Regions from separate parts of the Zea mays genome. Here region 1 is linked to region 2. A link is a contact called in public Hi-C data. All regions are on one chromosome and are shown on one strand. The core of a region is the stretch at or near the end of the contact, and the rest is flanking DNA. Distances in the headings are between cores, read along the strand shown.

The links. Hi-C and Micro-C count contacts between places; a contact is called where the count stands out from the background.
Region 1: a contact with region 2 is called in a Hi-C map of leaf, with 4 times the contacts expected there. The contact joins the promoter of LOC100383487 here to the promoter of LOC100275089 in region 2. A contact is called at or near these places in 4 of 25 Hi-C or Micro-C datasets (ear, leaf and tassel).

What each region holds. Positions count from the first base shown.
Region 1 is chr5:184,048,283-184,053,950 of Zm-B73-REFERENCE-NAM-5.0, forward strand. LOC100383487 reads right to left here and starts at 2,756. Exons shown (of 6, transcript NM_001176135.1): 1 at 2,354-2,756; 2 at 1,582-1,720; 3 at 1,284-1,470; 4 at 699-1,195; 5 at 1-178. The coding sequence starts at 2,361. LOC103627374 (a long non-coding RNA gene) reads right to left here. Exons shown (of 2, transcript XR_553573.2): 2 at 4,916-5,668.
Region 2 is chr5:183,595,659-183,601,173 of Zm-B73-REFERENCE-NAM-5.0, forward strand. LOC100275089 (Protein NBR1-like protein) reads right to left here and starts at 3,837. Exons shown (of 7, transcript XM_008647664.2): 1 at 3,268-3,837; 2 at 1,197-2,383; 3 at 994-1,108; 4 at 674-904; 5 at 411-560; 6 at 1-317. The coding sequence starts at 3,348.

The DNA.
Region 1 (5,668 bases), core at 1,506-4,005, 450 kb after region 2:
CGTTTAAGGAATTTGGGTCTTCGCGACAGAGAAGAGGTTCATCTGAGTTTGACTGAGCCCGAGATGCCTCTCCAACAACCTGCTCTTCTTCAGCTACAGCACACCATGCAGGGTTCATTGCATCATCCGCCAGACTAACGATAGGCATGGTAGGCTCGTCTTCACCGTCCAGTAGTAGCTGTATCGAAACTACAAACTTAGGGCAGTGGAAATGGTCATGAAAACAAGATTATGGCAATGCACCAATGGGATTGCAAACATGTAAGGTTTTACCCACCATGCCGAAAAGATTAGTGCACATATTTCCAGGATGCTCTCACCTCCATCAATGAAATAGGCACACTGTCGTGCCTCTTCATTCCAGAAATATATATTTCTAGGATACTGATACTCTGATAGTGATTGTCTACTTCAACAAAAAAAAGATTATACAAACTCTAAGTCCATCTATAAACTAGCGTTGATGTTGTTTGGCGCTCATTTTGAAACATGCAGGGTTAATATGTCTGTCAGATCGCTAGTCCTAGGTCCCCACTGGTTTTAGCGGGAGGTAATAGAGGTTCTGGACAAAGCTAAGTGCATATCAGTTTCAATTTCTCTTCATATGCCTACTTGTGTAATTTCAGCAACACATTTATGCTCTGATCTAGCAATTTTTGTGTACGTCACTGTGATCCCAAAAGAAGTTAGTGAGTTACCTGGTCCTGCAGGATGAAAATACTCTGCTCAGTTTCACATGGACTATTTTTAGGATGGCGTGGCTGTGGTGTGACTGTCTTTGGAGTTTTCGGACCAATCACCGAAGCAGGTGCACCAGGTTCTTCATAAGCAGTTTCTGTTTCAGAAATTTCCATACTCTTATTTGGCAACTGACAGAATATTTTAGATACTACAAGTTCCCCGTCCTTTTCGTCTTCCTCTTCTCCAAGATGATACTGATGCATTACCCAATTAGCTCTATCAGGCTTTCTGCCTCTTTGCGAAATTTTGTACAGCACCATTATTTTCTTCCAACCTTTTATAACACCATTTTCATATATGGCTTTGGATCTCCCTGTCTTGTGCCATCTCACATGCTCATCAGAAACAGTGTGATCACTGCAGTTGATGGTCCTTCGACGTTTGCGCTGACCACAACCATACGCTTTTGAAACTCTATGAAAGAAATGAGCATTGCTACCATCTGTTTTCATACCTACGAGGTCAATAAATACCAAATTCAGAATGTGAATATAACAACAGATTCATAAATAACTACACCATCTCAAGACATGATTATATACCAGGAAGATTTTCAGGATGTGAATAGCAGATTCCCTCATCATTGTCTATAGTTGGAATAAATTCATCAATGAGCACATGTGGTCTTGAATCTCCCAGGCCAACTTTCTGTTCTAAATGTTCAAGCAACTCCAATTCAGAAGGATCAAACTTGACTCCAGCAGGCAACCCAGGCCACTGCATGGCAACCTGCAGAATTTGAAATGCAGGAAAAACTTGCTCAGATATGTAACATCTACGACATGGTCTGGAAGCCAAATGCCCCTTCTCCAACAACCTAAACAGAACAAATGTACTTACATCGCTGTTATCAATAATATAACTGCAGTTTGGGCATTCCCTCCGTGCTTCTGCAACCAGTTCACTTATATGGTGATTAGCGCCAGGATTTGTGTACCTTATTTTCTTAGCAATTCCCCTACAAGTTATCAGCCATGACCTGTAACAAAAGAAGCATATTGGTGCTTGTTTGTCCCAGAAGTACTTCCACAAGATAATTTGAAGACAAACATGCTCAGATACTTAAAATTTATGTATTTTTTTAGCTACACTAGTAGTCTATGTGTAACAAAAACATGAGTTATTTGATGCCCCGTTATTGATAATAAAACACCGGCAAGACCAATTGGTGGCTGGACTCCAGTGGTACAGCATAGACTGAAGAACGCAACATCAACACTACTAAACATTATCGTACATGTTGTGACCGCAGGAAGCAAGCCGAGCAAAAATGCTTGTCACACATCAGGGCAGGGCAATAGGGCATATGCTCTGTTTGTCTGCTTCTTTTCTTGTGTTTCTTATCCCCAATCCGGGCATGGATGGCAAACTGATCATGATAAAATCTGGCTCGGAGCAGTGTGCTAGTGCTACCAGAAGTAATCGTAATCCACGATCTTTTGAAGCTACACATCGGTACTACACTGTTGAAGACGGAACCCTCGCATCACTAAACCCGCGCCCAACCAAACCTGAATCCCGAATGCGCCGCGTGATCGAGGCAAGCCCTAACGACGATGTCGACCGAAAGAAAAAAAGAAAAAAAAAAGAAGAAGCGGACGATGACTAGTACCTTGCCATGGTGGCGCGCGGACTCCGGCCACGCCCTGTGCTGGCGGCGAGGAACGCCGGGCGAGGCGGCAGCGGCGGAACGGCGCCTACGCACTGGCTACCGCGCCCGGTCCGGTTGCGTGCACGGCCGGATTAGCCCCCCTTCTCCCCCACGTCCTTGCGCCGACCGATTATAACGCCTCCCACTCCCACTAGTCTCCACCCACACACTGGTCGTGGGTGTGCGGGGGAGGAGGGCTCGGGGAAGGCGGGAAAGCCCGCGGCGCGGCGGGAACCGGGAAGGCGATGAACTCGCGCTCGCGTTCGCGGGCCGGGAAACGCGGAGCCTGTCTGGTCGTCCTGTCCCTGCCCTAGTGCCCTCCCTGGTTGTTTCTCAGGGTCCCGAGCTCGACTGTTTGTCTCGGGAACCCCAATCGCTGCTGGCTGCTGCCAGCCTGAGTGCCTGCCCAGCCCTTGCAGTAACTCGGCGGGCGACCGTTGCAGCTTCCTTCGCCCTGACCCTTTCCTTCCTTGGCAAGCCACGCGCTCGTTTCGTTCGTTCCTTGCTTCTTCATCGAGGGGCCCATGTCCATGCCCTCGACGCCGCACCCCGCGAGCCCAGCAGGACGGGAGGCTCGGCCCACCTCACGCGCGGGCAAGGCCACTGCCAGCCCGTTTCCCTCCCTCCCGCCGCCGGCAACGTTTCTTATGGGCCGAAATATACAACGCCGTCTGCCCGTCTCTGCGTGACTGCGTCGTGGGCTCGTCGATGGAGAGAGAGGCGGCAGCATTGAGCCATTGACTCACGATCACGATGACGAAGATTTTTTTTTTTTTGCGAAAACAGAGAACCGCTAACCTCGTTTGGGAATTGTGATTCATCACGTGCTTGTTACCACGACACAGGCGTGGCAGAGTCCATTTGACAAGTGACAAAGAAAAGCGAGACGCCATCTCCAGCTTTTCGGTAGGACGACTTGGTTTGGCCGTCGCGCACGCATCTGCTTCCACCCAAGTTTCGGCCTACTGCATCATCCCTTTGTCTTCGTCTCGGCGTCTTGCCCTGCAGCCTGGATCGATCGAATCCGAACAGTGATGAGTTACAGTACGAACAAGGAACGGGCCGGAAAAGGGGTGGACTACGATCGCCTGTTTCGGTCGTGCCGTAGTCGTACCAACCGATGCTGCGTGCGCGGTGCGCCGGTGGTCGTGCGGTTGAACGACTCAAGTGGCCGGTCAACACACAAGCGATTCTTAAATTACACAGAATAATACTGGTGACTGGTGAGTAGTATACAAAGAATAAAGAGCGGGCAAGTGCTTGCTGTCAGAAATAAATGCCTGCCCTCTCCCCCCAACATAATAATATAAGTAGTGGTTGCTGTCAGAAACTTTTTCTACTGCAGGCCCGGCCAAACAAGACTGGTAGTAGCTGTCACAAAAAGTTTCGCTCCTCTTGCCAGTTGCCACCAGCGCGCGGCCACGGCCCATGGGTGGTTCGCTGCAATCAACACAACGGTGGTCGCGGCAGTACGACCGCGTGATGGAACGTTAGTTGGGAACCTTTCCTGGTGCGCGGTGTGCCACACACACACCACACCGTAGCACGACGACCGTGCGGACGAGTCAAACCGAACGCTATCTGCGGCGGCGAGCGAGCTCCGACATCCCATCGTGGAGGAACCGATGGATGGGGGGACCCGGCACGGCGACACGACGGGCGGCGGAACAGGCACCCCGAGACAAGCGAAGCGGTCGACGGACACGGAGCCTAGCCGGGCGGGCGGCGCCGCTCGCGGTCGTGGCCAGGTCAAGCATGGCAGCGACGCCGCATCTGTGTACACCCCGCGCCGTACGCGGACCACTTGTACGCGTAGACGACGGCCAGTGGAAAATTTCTGCGGATGACGGCGCCCAGCAACTACAAGTCTACAACTACAACTAGCTAGGTCCGCCCTGGTCAGCTCACCACGACACCACATATCTTGCACTTGTAGCACGGAACACCTAGTCTACTTGTATGGAATCTATGATCCTTGGTATCTCGTCTGGAGCAGATGCGCCGATTTATATCACTATTAACAATATATCATGTTCTTTGGCACAACTTTGAAGCAGCCTCCATTGGTTTCTGCAGCCCTAAATATAAACTAGAACTCGAGGCGTTACGGGCACCATATTAGGACAACGCAGAATCTGTGTTGAAAAAAGTTTTTAGTTTGAATAAATCTATGTTAAATCTGAACAAAACTATTTGATGCAGAAGTTGTTGTCTGAACCATGAAAGATGCTGTCAGAACCTTGTGCAAACACGGGTTTCAGGTTAAACATACAAAACATCAACTTCTTTGGTAACCTTGTGGAACCATGTGCCATACAAAACAGTAGGTTCTTTAGTCTGAACCATAGAAGCTTTTGTGGGACCTTGGGCATGCAAGCAGCATACAAAACAACACCTTCTATGGTTTCAATCTCGTACCAGCATAGAAGCTGCTGTATACAAAACAGATTTCAGGTTTCTACAAAGTAGTATGCACAACATACACAACAGGTTTCAGGTTACCAAAAAGCAACATACACAGCATAGAAAATAGGTTTCAGGTTGCCAAAAATACCACAAACAGATCTCACACCAGCCTACACAGGTTTCAGGTTCAAATACAAGCATACACATGTTACAGATTGTCATCATAGGACTTGTGTAACCACACATAGATATAATTCATTGAATTCCTAAATCACATACTAAGAACAGCTGCTTCTTTGAGTGACATTGCCATCTCTTGGATATTGTGGCTTGGGAAATGGTTGCAAGGCCTTGAGGGGATCAAAATAAAACTGACAAGGCCACTGATACATTGTGAACATAGCATGCCCCCATAGGGCCACCGATGCTACACAAGCTTCTTCCTAATATCATTTATTGACTGTTGTTTAATCTATATTATATCTCGCTAGTCTACATGTCGAGTGTTTATAAACTGGAGGTCCGTATTTTTACTGTGTTTTTTTCTAAAAAATAAACAATACAACAAAAGTAGGAAAAATCCTGTTAGATTCAAACCACAAAAAAGCAACTATAATGCAAGCAAACAAATGGTATATAACCAAAAAAATCCAATCATTTGTGACCCTAAAAAGGAGAAACTTTCAAAGTAACACTTACTTTTTAAAATCAGCTATAATGCTGGTGGTTATGATCTGCTCTCATTGTATACTCATGCTATGCTGGTGGCCCCATCATTTAGCCTATGGTTTCTTTCTGGAAGGAGATCTAGACAGGTGCTAGATAGGAGTATTGTATTTCTTTTGTGTTTCCTGGTACCAGCAAACTCTG
Region 2 (5,515 bases), core at 2,587-5,086:
GGCACATTAACAGAGGGCAAACAAGCAGCAGCAGGTGTACTGGACATGGGAACATCACCAGTTTGGTTTGTAGGAGCTGCTGCAGACAAAGAGGTAGTGGCCAACGTAAAAGGCACAGACTTACTGGGTTCAGGAAAATCAGTTGAACAGAAATGGAACTCCTTTGTGCGCTTAGCATGTGCACTAAGGGCTGAGTCAGCAGGCTCAATGTTCACATCAATTAAGTTGGTTGTGTTTGAACTATAGCTCTCTGGAGGCAGATTCAGGTTAATAGCAGCATTCCTGTTATTGTCATTAACAAAAGAAGGGTCTTCCACCTATAGATACAGATACAATTGCAATTCAGAACATCAGGCAACATAAGGAAATTATCGACAGAGAGAGCAACCATATTTTGGATAGGTAACAACCTGGATATGAACCCAAACTCGCTGACCAAATTTCTGACCAGAAGGGGAAGCCAACCTCCAGTAAGATATGTACCTCCCTGGCCTTGTAGGTGCCACAAAATCAACAGGAACATCAATCTCTTTGTCCACAGGAAAACCATCCACAGGAATCTGCACAACAAAAAACAACTAAGAATGTCTTCCAATTCTACAACGTGCAGTCTAATTGGCAATCGAAACAGCAAGCAGACATATGTGTAAAAGCAATGAATATGTATAGCTACCTCTAATGGAACAGATGTCTGCAATGCAAACTGATCTCCACCAACCCAGACAAGCTGTGTGCCCCGTGGCCACACAACAGACCCATTGTTATGCATGCGCCAAATCTTAGTGAACGGGGTAGAAGGTGTCATCAGTGTTCCATCAAGAACAGTCACATCCAAAATGAAGCGACTTTCAAGTTTCTCCCGTCTTGACTTCATTAGAACCCGTGGATGGTGCACCTTCCGGTACTTTTGAAGGAAAAACATTCAAATCAGTTATTCTGCTGAGAAAATTAGTAATACAAAGAGTTCCATGAAGAATGAGATGGGGTACCCACCACATGGGGATCTCTTAGAAACCTGTGGGGTAAAATAGGCTTGTCTATTTTGGTGTACTCCATTTCATTTCCCATGCGCTGGAAACAGGAATCACATAAATCATAGTCTTCCTTCCTGTAGGACAAACAAGGAAGATGTCAGTGCTAACATCACAAAATACAACCAACAGAATATTGAAGTAGAAACTTATTCAAGGCCTTACACATTAGATTTATAACGTGGACCAACAATTGGTTGCGCTCCACAGCCATCACACTGAATCCATCTATGCAGACTATGTGGTGCTGAGTTTTCCATGTTACCAGCGAGATCTCCGTATGGATGCCCAGAAGATAAGAGGCGGCCTGGATAAGGAAAATGTGGAGAAGGTACATAGCCTGGGGGTGGCACTGCTGGAGGTGGTGGTGCATAGGGCATTTTATACATCGGAATGCGCCATCTAGAATCATTAGTGGCTTTTGCATTGTCTTCAAATTTCAATTGACGGTGTTGGCTTCTTTGTGCTCGGGACCATTCTGAAATGCACGGATGTGGTGGAGGTGGGGCATGAGTACGAAGAGAATGAGGAGCAGGTTGGATGCCTGAGGACGTAACAGATTTTCCCTTACTTTGAGCATCAATCTTCCCTTTGCAAACAGATTTGTCGACTGAATTACAGGGGAACAGCATCTCCTCAACAGATGGATACATTAATGGCTGTTGAACCTGAGAAGCTCCAGCATTAGGAACAGGTCCAGCAGCCTCTTTCAACACGGTCTTAAGACCCAAACTTGGCCTAACTTTGGGCTCATTTTTAGCTTCAGCTGGCACCTGTGCACTGGAAGAGCTAGATGACCCCTCAGCATGCACATCAGATGGCCCATTGCCATTATTGTTTGGTGCCATCAATTGTGCAAAAGGTTTCATCAGCTCAGCTAATGGTGGTGGTGCTGCATCAAGTATTTCATGAGAAAGTTTTGCAAGGGCATCAGGTATTGGCTCTGGGATAGACTTGATTGCTTCACCAATAGCTGATTTTATATGGGCCAGACTATCTTCCTGAACAGGCTTCAAACCTTCAATAGCTGACATTAACTGGGATAGTGGATCCTGAGCAGCGGATTTCACTGGTGCAGAAGTATCTTTTTTTTCAGTTGGTTGATTTTTCTTCAGTTGAACAGTAATCCTGAGAGGGTTTAATCTCTGACGGAGAGCTGCATCACGCAAGTCATCATCATCATCTAGCATGACAATATCACCATCCTCATCGGTGTAAGTCAGAACAAAGTCAACGTCAGGACCAAACTTAAAGGCAGTATCAATCCTCGCCCGTAGAGCAGATAAATTCATGTCAAAATGACTCCCATTGGCACAACCATAAAACCTTTTAAGTGTATCACCATATTTGACCTGAAATATCAAAGAGGAAAAATCTGATAAGTATACATAGGACTGGGAAGTAGTGTGCAACACTATTCGATCTTATTATTTTGAAACAATTACATGGCCGAAATTTCATATAGTCAAACAAAAGAAAAGAAACAAGTGCTACAAATTGTTACTTTGTACTGGACAACACTTAAGATCCCCTTCTGCCTAAACCTTTCTTAAAATCTATCATTTCTGGGGCCACAAAATGCCCACAGAGGAACTACACCAACACATACTGCAAACACACTAATTGGACGATGAACGCAACCATATTCCAGACCAAAACATCAAACTTATAAGAAAGTAAACAGATCTCGTTCAGAATAATACAGGACGTTAACTTGCCCAAAAGATGTCCTTTTCTTGCTATTTTTAGAGCCCAAAGAGGGGATCTCGTCTATAACAATACCCTAAGCGCTAAAAGATAGATCCTCACGATTTTAACTATAATGCCACAGAAAAGGATCCAAATCATGGTCTCACACTACCATAGTCTTCACGTTTAAACCATATACAGACCAAAATACGTGTTCACCAAAGCACATAGGGATTGGTAGTAGCAATGAAAATCTACTCCCCGAGACGAAACGGGCCTACACAGACAAACAAATCGCAAAACCCTATAACCACACCAAGAGTGCGGACAACCCCTCTTTCCGTCGATCAAACCCCGAATCCGCACTACTACTACGTCCGATTGACGGTTCAACACGGGAAGCCCAACCCCCGGTCCCCCCCGAAGCGATCAAACCCTACAACTAAACTAACGCGATTTACCGCACCTCACGCCACTACCGAGTGCCGTCCCCATATCGCGAAGGAGTGTAGTAAAGAAAGAAAGAAAAATCGATCGGATGCCTCACCTTGAAGGTGACGTCCCACCCCTCGGCCTGCGGGCCAAAAGGGAAGAACGTCGGCGCAGCCGGCGAGCTCCAGTCAGACATCTCGGCGGGGTCCCCGCGGGAGCCGGGAGGACGAAGCGGCGATCGGGCCGAACCCTAGCGGAGTCAGTCGGCGATCGATTCGGGCGAAACTCTATGTGCTAGTAGCAAAAAGAGGAGGGCACGGGGGGGTCGGGAGAGCGGGCTGCGTAGCCGTGAGCCGCAGCGGTGGTGGTGGTGCGCGGCGAGTGTCGATGCGGCCAACGCCGGGACCGAGGAGCCCCACTTTATCACGCCTCGTTTGCTTCCACGCGAAGGGATGCCTCTGCCTCTCTAGGCGGTGCGGCTGGAGAGTGGGACCCGCACGTCAGGGGCTGAACCACCGCTGGCTTTCGCCGGGTCCATGGGCCTGTCCGTGAATTTCGAATCTGCTGGTGTGGATAAGGTCGTGGAATAGAAAACTGCGGTTAAAAATCCTTGATCCTGTATCTTCTTTGGGCGCAAGTCGGGGATCTTCTCGCCCGCTGGACCGCGTCCGCGTGCGTTGCCTACGACCCACTGGTGAGTGGGGCCTCTTGTTTTCTTTTTGTCACCTGTATCTTGTTGGTAGTTGTCGGCTTGCCGTGCCCATGAAGAAGCTCATTTATTATTTGGCTGGTTGATGTGTGTCGTTTTGTCACCTGTATGTGCTGTACTGTTTGTAGAGTACGAGAGCCTCTTCTTAGCGTGCAAGCTCCAAGCTATGCTTGGGCCAAGGAATTGACCTCGCCTCCAGGTCGCCGTCGTGGACAGCAACGATGAAAGTTAGGCCCAGATGTGTGATTGTGTGAATATCATTTGATGGGTAAAGGCACCAAAAATTGGGACCAATATGGTTAAGGGGATGTTTGGTTTTCCTGACTAACATCAAGTCTGGATCATATCGGATGTTTAAATGTCAATTACTAAAATTAAATATAGTCTAACTACAAAAGTAATTATATAGATAAAGACTAAACGACGAGATGGATCTATTAAGTCTAATTAATCTATTATTAGCAAATATTTATTTTACATGGACGAACCATGGACTACTTAAACTTAATAGGTTCGTCTTGCTGTTTAGTCCTCATCTATATAATTAGTTTTATACTTAGACTATATTTAATACTTCTAACTAGTATCTAAATATCCGACTAGCAAAGTGTGCATACATTGCTACGCTTTCTATTTATGCTTAAGTATAGAACTAGTTAGTTACTCGTACATTGTTATGAATTCTATATATCATATATGTAATTTTTTATTTAAATGAGATTTTTATTCAATCATGATTTTAATTTTAATTTTCAAATTGTTACTATATACATTTATATACTCTATATAACAATAAGCGACACATGGTGCAATGGTTAAGGCTAAAGCTTTGGTCCTTAGGTTGGCTACAGTGTCGTCCACTCGCCACCCCGCCTCCCCTACTCATGTGGATGTTTATAGATAGGGATGAAAACGATCGGAAACAGTTGGAAAAACTCTCTCCCACTTCCATTACCATATTTTTTTTACTGAAAAACGAGGGCGGGAGCGGTATAGCCGGAAACAGAAACGGTTGTGGATATACGATTAAATGAAAACGGATTAAAACGAATGGATATGCAACAAAAACGGACGGTAACTTTGTCCAGCATATGCAATATTATACAATCACTCAACAAACTACAATATTAAGAGTTTAGGACACTATAAAACACAACTTTTACAAATTTAAAAGTTGGCACGAAAACATATATTTTTTAAAAGATCAACAGCTTGCGCAAGGCAACACTTTTTTGTAAACATTCTTCAATCATAAACCCAAACTTGTGAATACATAAGATAAGAATGATTACCCTATACAGTTGTAAGATGCTAACATGACAACATCAAAGATTATGCAAGCATGCCATAGAAAGTAGGGCTAATACTGTGGGGGACAGATATCCCCCGGGTCCACTAGAAGGATAAAAGACCTCACGAAAGGCCCAAGGGCCCCATAATTCGTAAGATCATTCCCTCGTGGGCCTGGGAGGAACAACCAGTGGAACGGATTAGCACAAGGTCGGGTCGGCGCAAGCCCAGACGACCCAACAAGTTCGAGCAGTAATCGCAACAGTGACCCGACCTTCCCGCGCAGGGGCCCCGTACATCGGAACTAAGCGAGGATGAGTCGGCTGAACTATAGGAAGATAGACTCAGTTAGTTCGCTATTACT